Linked DNA regions of Zea mays: region 2 is linked to region 1. The links are chromatin contacts, called in public Hi-C maps. All regions are on one chromosome and are shown on one strand. The core of a region is the stretch at or near the end of the contact, and the rest is flanking DNA. Distances in the headings are between cores, read along the strand shown.

Region 1 (4,973 bases), core at 1,707-4,206:
CATAGTGTAAAATTTAGAGTTCGCTATTATTGATTTTTAGTCCAGACTGCACGCTACAGGGTAACCCACGCAATGTTTTTGGTAGGACGGCGATGATAATCGCAACTTGATGGTACGTGCAGGAGCACGTCGAAATACAAGGGAATTATATAGGTTCAGGTCGGCTGAATGCGTAATACCATACATCATATGTGGTGCTGAGTATTGAGTTTGCTTGGAGTTCACAGATTACAGGCGAGTCGTGGATGGTGGTGGATGAAAACTCCTATTGGTCTACTAGTGGGCGCGATGGTGAGAGAGAGGGGGATATTTTTGTAGGGTACCTCCGCGGCCTTATATAGCCGGCAGGGGAGATATCTATTTACATATCGTGAAAATTTATCTGGGCCTATCTACTTTCGCTATTCTTGCGTGCCGACTCTTTTCCGGTGCATGGTTGCTTCCCTTCGAGTTTGACGTTGAATGATCCGCTATCCGGTTGCATGCGGGGCGTGTTACTTCTGGCGGAGCGTGTCATCCTCCCGATAGTACCTGCTTCTCCTGAACTTCGGCCCAATAACACAACTTGGTGAACAACTTATCGAGGGTATGTTTAATTAAGCGGCCTATGGAACATGTCCATGTGACGATTACCCATGGGATATCTATCTATCTCCTACAGTTATGACCCCTACTATAGAGTAGGCAAGCGCTGCCGTTGGTGGTAATTTTCTATGAAACATCACTATCGGTTCAGTTTTGATTAGTTTTATATGTGCATCAAATTGTACCTAGATTTCTTTTTTTAATATTTATATAGCATAATAAGATTGTGGAGTACACTGTTTAAAAAGTAAAAGAGATGACACGAGAGATAGGATGGGTGGAAGTAGACAAGCAGTTCGCGTCTGCAGTAACCTTCTATGAACGTAAAACTCTCATACCACTAGATGCTAATCTAATGCACACGGAAATATTGGACTACTTCGAGCAAGAAGTTGTATAGATATACAGACAAGAGACGATGAGAGTTTTAAGTACTGCAGAGGAACTCATTACATGATGGATAAGCTGCCGAAATTTCGATACTTAATCGCAATTCATTTCGGTGTGAGGAGATACGAGCGTACAGTACAACACAAGCATGTACGTATGCATGTGCCCACGCGGGCACACGTACGCGCCGGATCGGACTCTCTCTGTGTCTCTGCAGACCCACGACGACGAACCTGACACACAACAATACCATACCATACATACATTACAGGCTGCTCTCGATCAAGCAGCTTGCCGGCCCAACGCATCATCATCAGACGTCGCGGTCGCGGGCGCACTCGGGCGGCACGGCGGCGCCGTAGCGGTCGCGATCGGTGCAGTAGTTGTAGATGGTGTAGCGGCGCCTGACCTCGGCCAGGCGGCGGTACTGCGCGGCGTCGAGGTCCCTGAACTCCGGCTGGTCCCACCAGCGCGCGCCCTGGGTGGCGCAGAAGCGCGCCTCCGCGGAGGCCTCGCAGCCGTCGACGTGGAAGCCGCGGTAGGAGGCGACGAAGGGCGCGTTGGACCAGTCCGTCTTCTCGCGCCCGCCGCGGGTCGCCCAGTCGTCGGCGTTCCACAGGCTGGAGTAGAGCTTCATCGGCTGGCTGAACGGGTACCGCACGCCCAGGTCGGCGCTCGTGTTCTTGAACACCCGGATCGGCACGTCGTCCACGAAGAACCTGGCGGAGCGGCGGGGAGATAGATCCTCAGATTAGTTAGTGCCGTTGCCGTGGGCTGGAGTGGAGGCCGGAATTAAAGTGTAGTGTAGGATACGCGCGCGATGGTGCTGCACGGTGTACGAGGAGGAAGAGATTATTGGGCGGGCCCTCCCGTGGCCGGCCATGGTGGTGGTGTGCAGGGTTCAGACAAGCGTGTACGTAGTGTACTGTGCAGGGGCAGGCGGCAGGGCATAGGCTGGCTCTGCTGCACATGGACATGGAGGCACGCGCTGTCTGCCTTTACGACTGCATGCATGGATTCATTCAAACCATCGTCCCACTTTTTCAGTACTGGACTGTAGTGCCGCTGCCGTTGTACCCTCCCCGGCGCCGGTGAGCAGAGCAGTGAGCTTTTACCGCGGTAAATTTTAGGGAATCCTACCTGGTTCATGTGAGGTTCCAGAGGACGGAGCAGCGGGGGGATTGCATTGCATTGCAGATGCAGAGTGATGATGTGTGTGTGACGGACGCAAAAGCAATGCGATGGATATATGATGCGGGTGCTTACGCGATCATGTAGAGGTTCCAGAGGACGGAGTAGGAGTGGTACTCCTTGGTGGGGTCGAACCAGAGGTAGATCCGCTGCTCGCGGTCGCCCTTGCCGCCGGTGAACACGTTGGTCTGCAGGATGTAGGGCTGCCCCGTCCGGTTGCCCAGGAACTCGAAGTCGATCTCGTCGTGCTCCGAGTTCTGCGACGACAGCTGCAGATAGAGCGAGCCGGCCGGCCACCAGTCAGATACGTTGTTACATACAAGCCGGCAAGAGCGAGGTGGTAGAGATAGGAGGCAGGAGAGGAGCTCGTATGTAACGTACGTAGAAGGCCGTGACGGTGCCCGCGGAGTCGCCGCCGACGAGCTTCATGTGCATGCTGAAGTGGCCGAAGAGGTAGGAGCCCCGCGTCTGGAAGCCCGTGCCGGTGGACTTGTCCAGGTACAGCTGCACCTCCCGCCCGCCGTCGATGTAGTGGATGTGGTCCTGCGCCCACGTCGGCACGTAGTTCTTCTGGAACGGCACGTCCACGGGCTTCCGAGGCGCCGCCGCCGTCGCCCACTCCGCCAGCAGCGCCACCGCCATGGCGGCAACCTGCAGCCACCGCGCCGTCGCCATCTTCGTCTCCACTGGATAGCTAGTGCTAGTGCCGGACCAAGGGTGGTGTGGTGTGGCTCCGCTGGATGCTTTGCTTGGGCCTGAGGCTCGAGGATTGCTTGAGTACTTTATTTATAGGGAAGGACGAAGGAGAGCTGGCAGGCTAGAGCGTGGATAACTGGAACTGTCCGGATTACTGTAATTATAATTTATAGAGATAAAAACACGGTAGAACTAATAGAAACCGGTACGAATTAAAGCCAAATAAATAGACTAACTAGCTAAAGCTATTAATTTAAGCATAGGGGTTAGTTACAGTGTATTGAAGGGCACTAACTAGCTACAGTGCGTGCTGATGGTGTTGCAGAGCTGGTGAGTGTGATCGATCGATGGCACAGCTAGATTATTAGCTGCGGTGCATCGTGCACCGTCACATGGATGCCGACGAGCCCGCGAGGCGCGATCTTGTCTTTTGCCCGCGTCAGGTCAGGTTGGCCCAGTGGAAGCGAAATCAAGTGCAGGGGAGGACGGCCTGATTGCTGGACGAATCACAACTTGCGACGCCATGCCGTCCCATCATGGAGCAATCCAGGTCAAAAAATATTATTATGTAAAGTTTATCGCTGATTATAGTAAATTCACTTGGATGTAGCTTATTAAGTTTAAATTATAACTTTTTATAGAAACTTTATGAGTTTTGAACTCTGTCATGTAGTGACAGTTTAATTATAAGACTTGTCGTATAATGAGGCGGAAGCGGATGTCAAAAGCTTAACTCATTCCTTACTAAGTTTGGCATCTATGTCATTGTTCTCATGCACATCAATAATCGGTGTTGTCGGTCACATACATTGTTTCATAGTTGAAGTTGGTTTGGCCCTTCCCTCTCATGCATATATCCGTGCCGCTTGAGTCTAGGCAATTAGGACGATGAAGCCTTTCTTGCTGCTCCATATTCGATTAATATCATTTCTAATAAACTAATCTAAAATTCTACTCCCTTAAAGCATCTATATAGGCGAAAACTAGATTACTCCTCATTGTGCACCTTAATTTAGGTGTACATGTTGGCCCAATCTTCGCCCTTATAATGCTCAGGAACTTAAATTTAGATCAAAGCAATGTGTTTTCTTATGTTATGGTGGTCTTCATAAAGGTTACGAGTGTCATACTAGACATGTTGATATATCTCGTGATGTTATCTTTGATGAAGAGATTTTCCCCCTTTTTCAAATTAAGTCTAAATATAAGTGCTCTCCTTCGCTTAGAAATCCAGCTTCTTAATCCTCCTTTCAAAAATTCATATGGATAAGCTTAGAAGTCCAAATATAAGCGCTCGCCTTCGCTTAGATCATTATATTGATTATTCACTTAAAATCATATACATGTAAATAAGGAAGAACTTCAAATGCAAAAAAATAGAGTTGCAACTATCGAGGAAGGAGCACTTGTCCAAAGTAGAAATTACATAGAACCCGAGGAGGATTTGATACCAAATATGTTGATACCACATACAAACCACCCGTGCACAATCTTCGGGACTCATGTTAGATACAAACAAATACCTCGACTATTTTAGGTCACTCAATCCCCTCCGATCATATTGCTTCCAAACAAGCCCTCAATGTGAGTACTAGAGCCGAATAGTCGAGGTACTCCCATCGGCTACAAATACTCCCTTCGTAAAGAATATAGTTCTTTCTACCTCTCTTTTTTTGTCCACATTCAAATAACTGATAATGAATGTAGACATACATACAAGCTACGTTTGTATGTTGGTTAATGAATGCATATCTTTAGCCTAAAACAAATTATATTTTGAGACGGAGGGAGTAGCTGATGATTTGATCAGAGTTCTCTTTGCTCGGCTGCTCTTTTTCGGTTGTGGTTATATCTCTAGCAATTGAGGAGATTTCTTGAAGTCGTAACAACAGCAGCATGAACAACAACGACGACGATGACGACGACAACAACAAGCTATAACAAGTGTCATCGATCACTGCATAAGAAAAAAATAAAAAACGAATAGGCTAGTCATAGACATAAATATAATTTAGCTACAATCTTAAATATTAGGCATTTAAAAATTATATAAACTACTCACTTCCTTCCAAAAATATGATTTATTTTAGGCTAAATATACATTCATTAAT
Region 2 (4,465 bases), core at 126-2,625, 69 kb after region 1:
GCACTGCAGTGCCCAGCTTGGTCGGTTGTGCCATGCTATACCTCATCTGAAACGACACTCCCAGGCATGTCGTCGCCACCAAGGGTCTGCACGCAGCCGCCCTCGCTGCTGAGGGACTACACGAGAAAGTGTACGACGCCACTGCCAAGGGACTGCGCGAGACACTTGAGCGCCCGCAGCAGCTGCGAAGCCCAGGAATCCCTCGAGGGAGGAGGGCGTCCTGGGGCGTGGACTGAGTGGAGCTTTCTAGAGAGGATGACAGCACGCGGGCGGAGGCACTATATGGAGGTGAGCTGCGCCATGCCGGACACGGAGGGGAGAGGACACCGAGTTGGCGGTGAGGTGCGTGACTGAGGGACAGATCTGTTGAAACGGGTTAGGGGCTGATCTCGCGAGGGAGAGGGTTGCGTGGCTGTGCGGGGGCCAAGAACAACGGCTCACCACATCGACGACCTCCTCGACTTCCCCAAGGAGGACTCCATCGCCGTCGTGCTCCTCCTGGACGGGCCGACGCCAGCGAGCCCACTGTCGATAAATTCGAAACCAGTTACTTACGCAGATCCTCACTCCCCTCAGTTAGGGACATCACACATGTACCAATCGCAACAATGAGACTCAATCGCAACAATTCTCCACGGCTGCAACCACACAACAGATGAAACACGTGTCTGATCCGGGTGCCAACTAATTCAGCGGGAAATCCGTGCAACCCGGATCGAACAGCGACCGCATCTAGAGCCCCCATCCGCGGATCTGAAACCCGATTCCCAGCGAGCAAGCGAGCCCGGTCCTGGGGAAGCGGAGCGCTCACCTCGGATGGCCACCTCCACCGGCCGCTGCTCCTCCGGCCCCCGCGATTCCTCTCGTGCGTTGCAACGACTCGCTCACCTCGGACGGCCACCGCGCGCGCCACCTCCATCGGTCGCTGCCCTTTGCGAGGGCGAGGGCAGGGGGCACAGTTTGGTGTAGGCGGGCTCTGTGACGCCGTTGGCGGGGGCAGGATCACTGCGCGAACCCTAATCTGGCGGGGCGGGATTGGTGGCGACGCGTCCGCGGATCCCGCCATCACAAAGGGCAGCGTCGTCGAGGGCGAGGGCGAGGGCAGGGGGCGCGGTTTGGTGGCGGGCGGGATACCCTGCGGCGAGATTGGTGCGCGGGCGAGCTCGAGGGCGGGGGCTCGCGGGCGATGGCTGGCGCGTGCGGCATGCGGGGGCGAAGACGCGCGGGGGGCACGGTGATGTACCCTTAAGGTATAGTAGAGATTTAAGGGGAGCCGAGAAAGAACGAATTTTTTGGGGGCTCTCACCTCTCAGACCGATGGGCCTTTAAAGCGCCGGCCGGTCCCTCTCGCGGGCCTGTTCTGTAATGGTGCGGGATTGGGTGGTCACGGAGCTAGCTGGATTTCAAAGGGTTGGGCCAGCCAGATATATGCCGCGTCGCAAGCTGCTTCAAACAGCTAAGGTCCACTGGTGCCGTTACGCCGTGACAAAACAGTTGAGCTCAGGGGACGACCGTTAAGCAGCGATTATCTGTCGTTCAAGCTTTGTAATGTTCAACTTTGTTTCGTCTAAATAGTAAAAGAAAAACGTGCCTCGAAGTGGTCGTAAAAGAATCGGATTTGAATTCAAGAGCTCATCAGTCTAGCAGTGGAGTAGCTTAGGGACACGCTGACTAATTTAACAACCCCGGATCGAGTGGCTGCATGTTTCGTCGGTCAACGATTGACCGCGTGCGTGCATGCATGATCGAGCACGGAGCAACCGAGATCGACCAACGCAATCGAGTTTACGCGTGTTCGTACGTACGTACGGCTGCGACGACAGTCGCCACGCCGGCGGCGAGTGGGCGCGACGACCAGATCGGCCAGCCCCGTTCCGTGCCGAATCTGTGCGTTGCCCTTCGACGACCATATGCATGCGTGGAATGGGACTTAATTGGGACGCCAGATCGATCGAGCAAAGCCTACTCTAATACAAAGCAGTGGACGATTCTGAACGGACGCAGGCCGGCACGGCAAAGCGAACAACTCGTGTGGTGCAAGTAAAACTACTGCGTGAGAGAGAGAGAGAGAGACTTGAGAGATGAGATGATTCGCATCGGGGAGAGCTAGGCTGCGAAAGCTCTATCTAGTCTATGGCTGGGTTGGCACAAGGTGTTGTTTTCCTCTTGGATCTCTCATTAATTCGTCGACCGTACATGCATCTGTCACCTTGCATTGGAGGATTTGTCGCCTGCGAGTTAGCATAAACTCAATGGAGTTAGCACTCTAAGAATCCAATGAAATTACCCCCAACAAGAATCGATATGCATGCATGCATGTATCTCAAGGGCCCAGCCCAATCTTTTGTACTAAAATCAGCACTATGAAAACGATTCAGATGGCCTGGGCTGGATCGACCGGCCCACTGAGGGCTTGTTCGGTTATTTTCAATCCATATGGATTGGAGGGGATTGATACGGATTAGAGGGGATTTTGACTTACTAGGGATTGAAACCCCCTCAATCCATATGGATTGGGGTAGAACCGAACAAACCCTGAGGGTTTTATGCTCAAGTCGTCAATGCAATCCCAGGTTGCTACTGCTGCTCTACCGGGGCAGTTAGTTATAATTTGTTAAATCAACCAATGTGCAATCAAAACGAACCGATTTGGTGGAGTCAATTTTTCAGCCAACTGATGTAGTATTGATCTTCGCATGGAAGTATCGTCGTTTTCATGCATCTTTTTTTTCTTTTTTCTTTCAGAAGCGAATATCCATTTGCAGACAACAAACTAAATGCATGAATTCCTCCGTTCGGGAAAAAGAAAAGAAGCACCAGAGAGGAATACATTTGAGGCCTACCTTTGAACTAGCTTAACTCTCAAAAGGGGAGAAATAAAAGAGAAGGATCCCACACCGAGGATCTCTTCCGAACATTCTTCATCTGGTTATTAATTAAATGCTTCTGTCCGTCCCACGCTTTTTGCCGAATTCCAACGCGCATGGAAATTAATTAGGCATCGAGATGAGAGATGATGTATTGTTGAGAACTTTTAGCGAAAGCTACCTAGCACACACAATTTTACACATCGTGGAGGAAGTATATAAAGGCATTTGTATTTTTAACAAGGCTACAGAGAAGTATGGGGGCATGCATTATTTTTAGTGGTCTTCGATGATACGGCAGTTGTTTGCGTATGATGATCCACCGCCGCCACAAAATATTCCGTCGATACTTTGCCAACTATTTCGGTTGGCGCTCGTCCAGCCTTAATGCGGTGAATTTATACCTCACATCTGTTAGGATTTATGGGCTTGGCCCAGTTAAGAAATTCTAATAAATCACAGAAAAATCTCAAAAGCCCATACAAATGGATAGCTAGAGCCTAGAGAATTGATGAAACCAATAACACCATATTGCTAATTCTAGTGTAGTAGAGCTAGCTTAAATATGGAAGTCACACTCACTCACCAAGTCATGGATGAGGGGAGAGAGTGTGGAGAGCCACACGCGCGTGCTCGCTCGCCTGGCCGGGGCGAAGGGCGCACGACATGCGCGTGAATGGTCCGCCGAAATCCGGCCCCTCGCCTTGCGGGGGCGCGGTTACCTTTTACCGTTTGATTTTTTGGTTTCTTGGCTATTACGTTTATCCTAACCGATCGCTATAAAATCTCAACTGATCGCGAGATTTTTGTGGGCGGATAAGATCGAGGGTCGCGGACTCGGCCCTATATAAGGAGCCCGGCAGCCAGCCTCCAAATCATCCCAGTTTCACTTTCGCCTTTTAGTTCCCTTCGTCCCGACCGCAGTGCGATCAAGAGAGCAGGTCTCCGAAACCCTTCGTCTTCTAGATCCTGCACCGGGAGAGGGCGAATAAGATTTTTGGGAAGCGTCTTCACGCGACTGCTCGTGATCTTCTGACCTCGTCGACCCTGCTGATTTCGCTACTTCGACATCGTCGACCCTACTGATTCCGACGCGCGCCATCTATCAGTAAGTCTAATCAATACGCATCATCTGATTTGGTTATTTATTTCAGTTATTCTGATTTGGTTATGATTTATATTCGGAATTTAATTTGGAATTTGTCTAATTATTCAACAACATCTAGTTCTATGATGGGATTAAATTCTTCATTTAATCCATGTATCTGTTAAAGCTAGTTATTTCTTTTAATCAGTGGATTTTAATACAAACTTGTGCAATGTATTCGTGGATTTATTTTATACCTAATACACTATGGATAGAATCTATGCATTCCATGGTTTAAAAAATTCTCGACCCATTGGGTTATAATCCGTGATGGTTTTAATCGAATAAAAAAATGAGTATGCTTAGATTATTTTGGGTATAGATTGTGATATGAATTTAATTTTAATCTATGTTAATCTAGAGCTGGATTATATTGGTGTAAACTAATAAGGTCTAAAATGTTTACAAAAGATCACGCACACGTATGGCGTGACGTGACCAATAATCCCCG

The links. A called contact is a pair of places that touch in the nucleus more often than the background predicts.
Region 2: a Hi-C map of ear shows a contact between it and region 1, with 2.7 times the contacts expected there. The contact joins the enhancer-like site here to the promoter of LOC100282604 in region 1. A contact is called at or near these places in 4 of 25 Hi-C or Micro-C datasets (bundle sheath, ear, leaf and 1 more) and 1 of 3 datasets of contacts at active chromatin or transcription factors (leaf).

What each region holds. Positions count from the first base shown.
Region 1 is chr4:197,696,216-197,701,188 of Zm-B73-REFERENCE-NAM-5.0, forward strand. It overlaps LOC100282604, which reads right to left and starts at 2,957. Exons shown (of 3, transcript NM_001155512.2): 1 at 2,548-2,957; 2 at 2,242-2,435; 3 at 958-1,694. The coding sequence starts at 2,841. The coding sequence ends at 1,289.
Region 2 is chr4:197,766,811-197,771,275 of Zm-B73-REFERENCE-NAM-5.0, forward strand. No RefSeq gene overlaps it. Among protein-coding and RNA genes, the nearest start is that of LOC111591405, 8.4 kb to the left of the region's middle. Within about 2 kb of position 1,376, at least 20 of the 20 cell types and tissues checked have an H3K27ac peak or open chromatin away from gene starts, as enhancers often do. A contact at or near this core is called in bundle sheath, ear, leaf and 1 more, where this site is marked.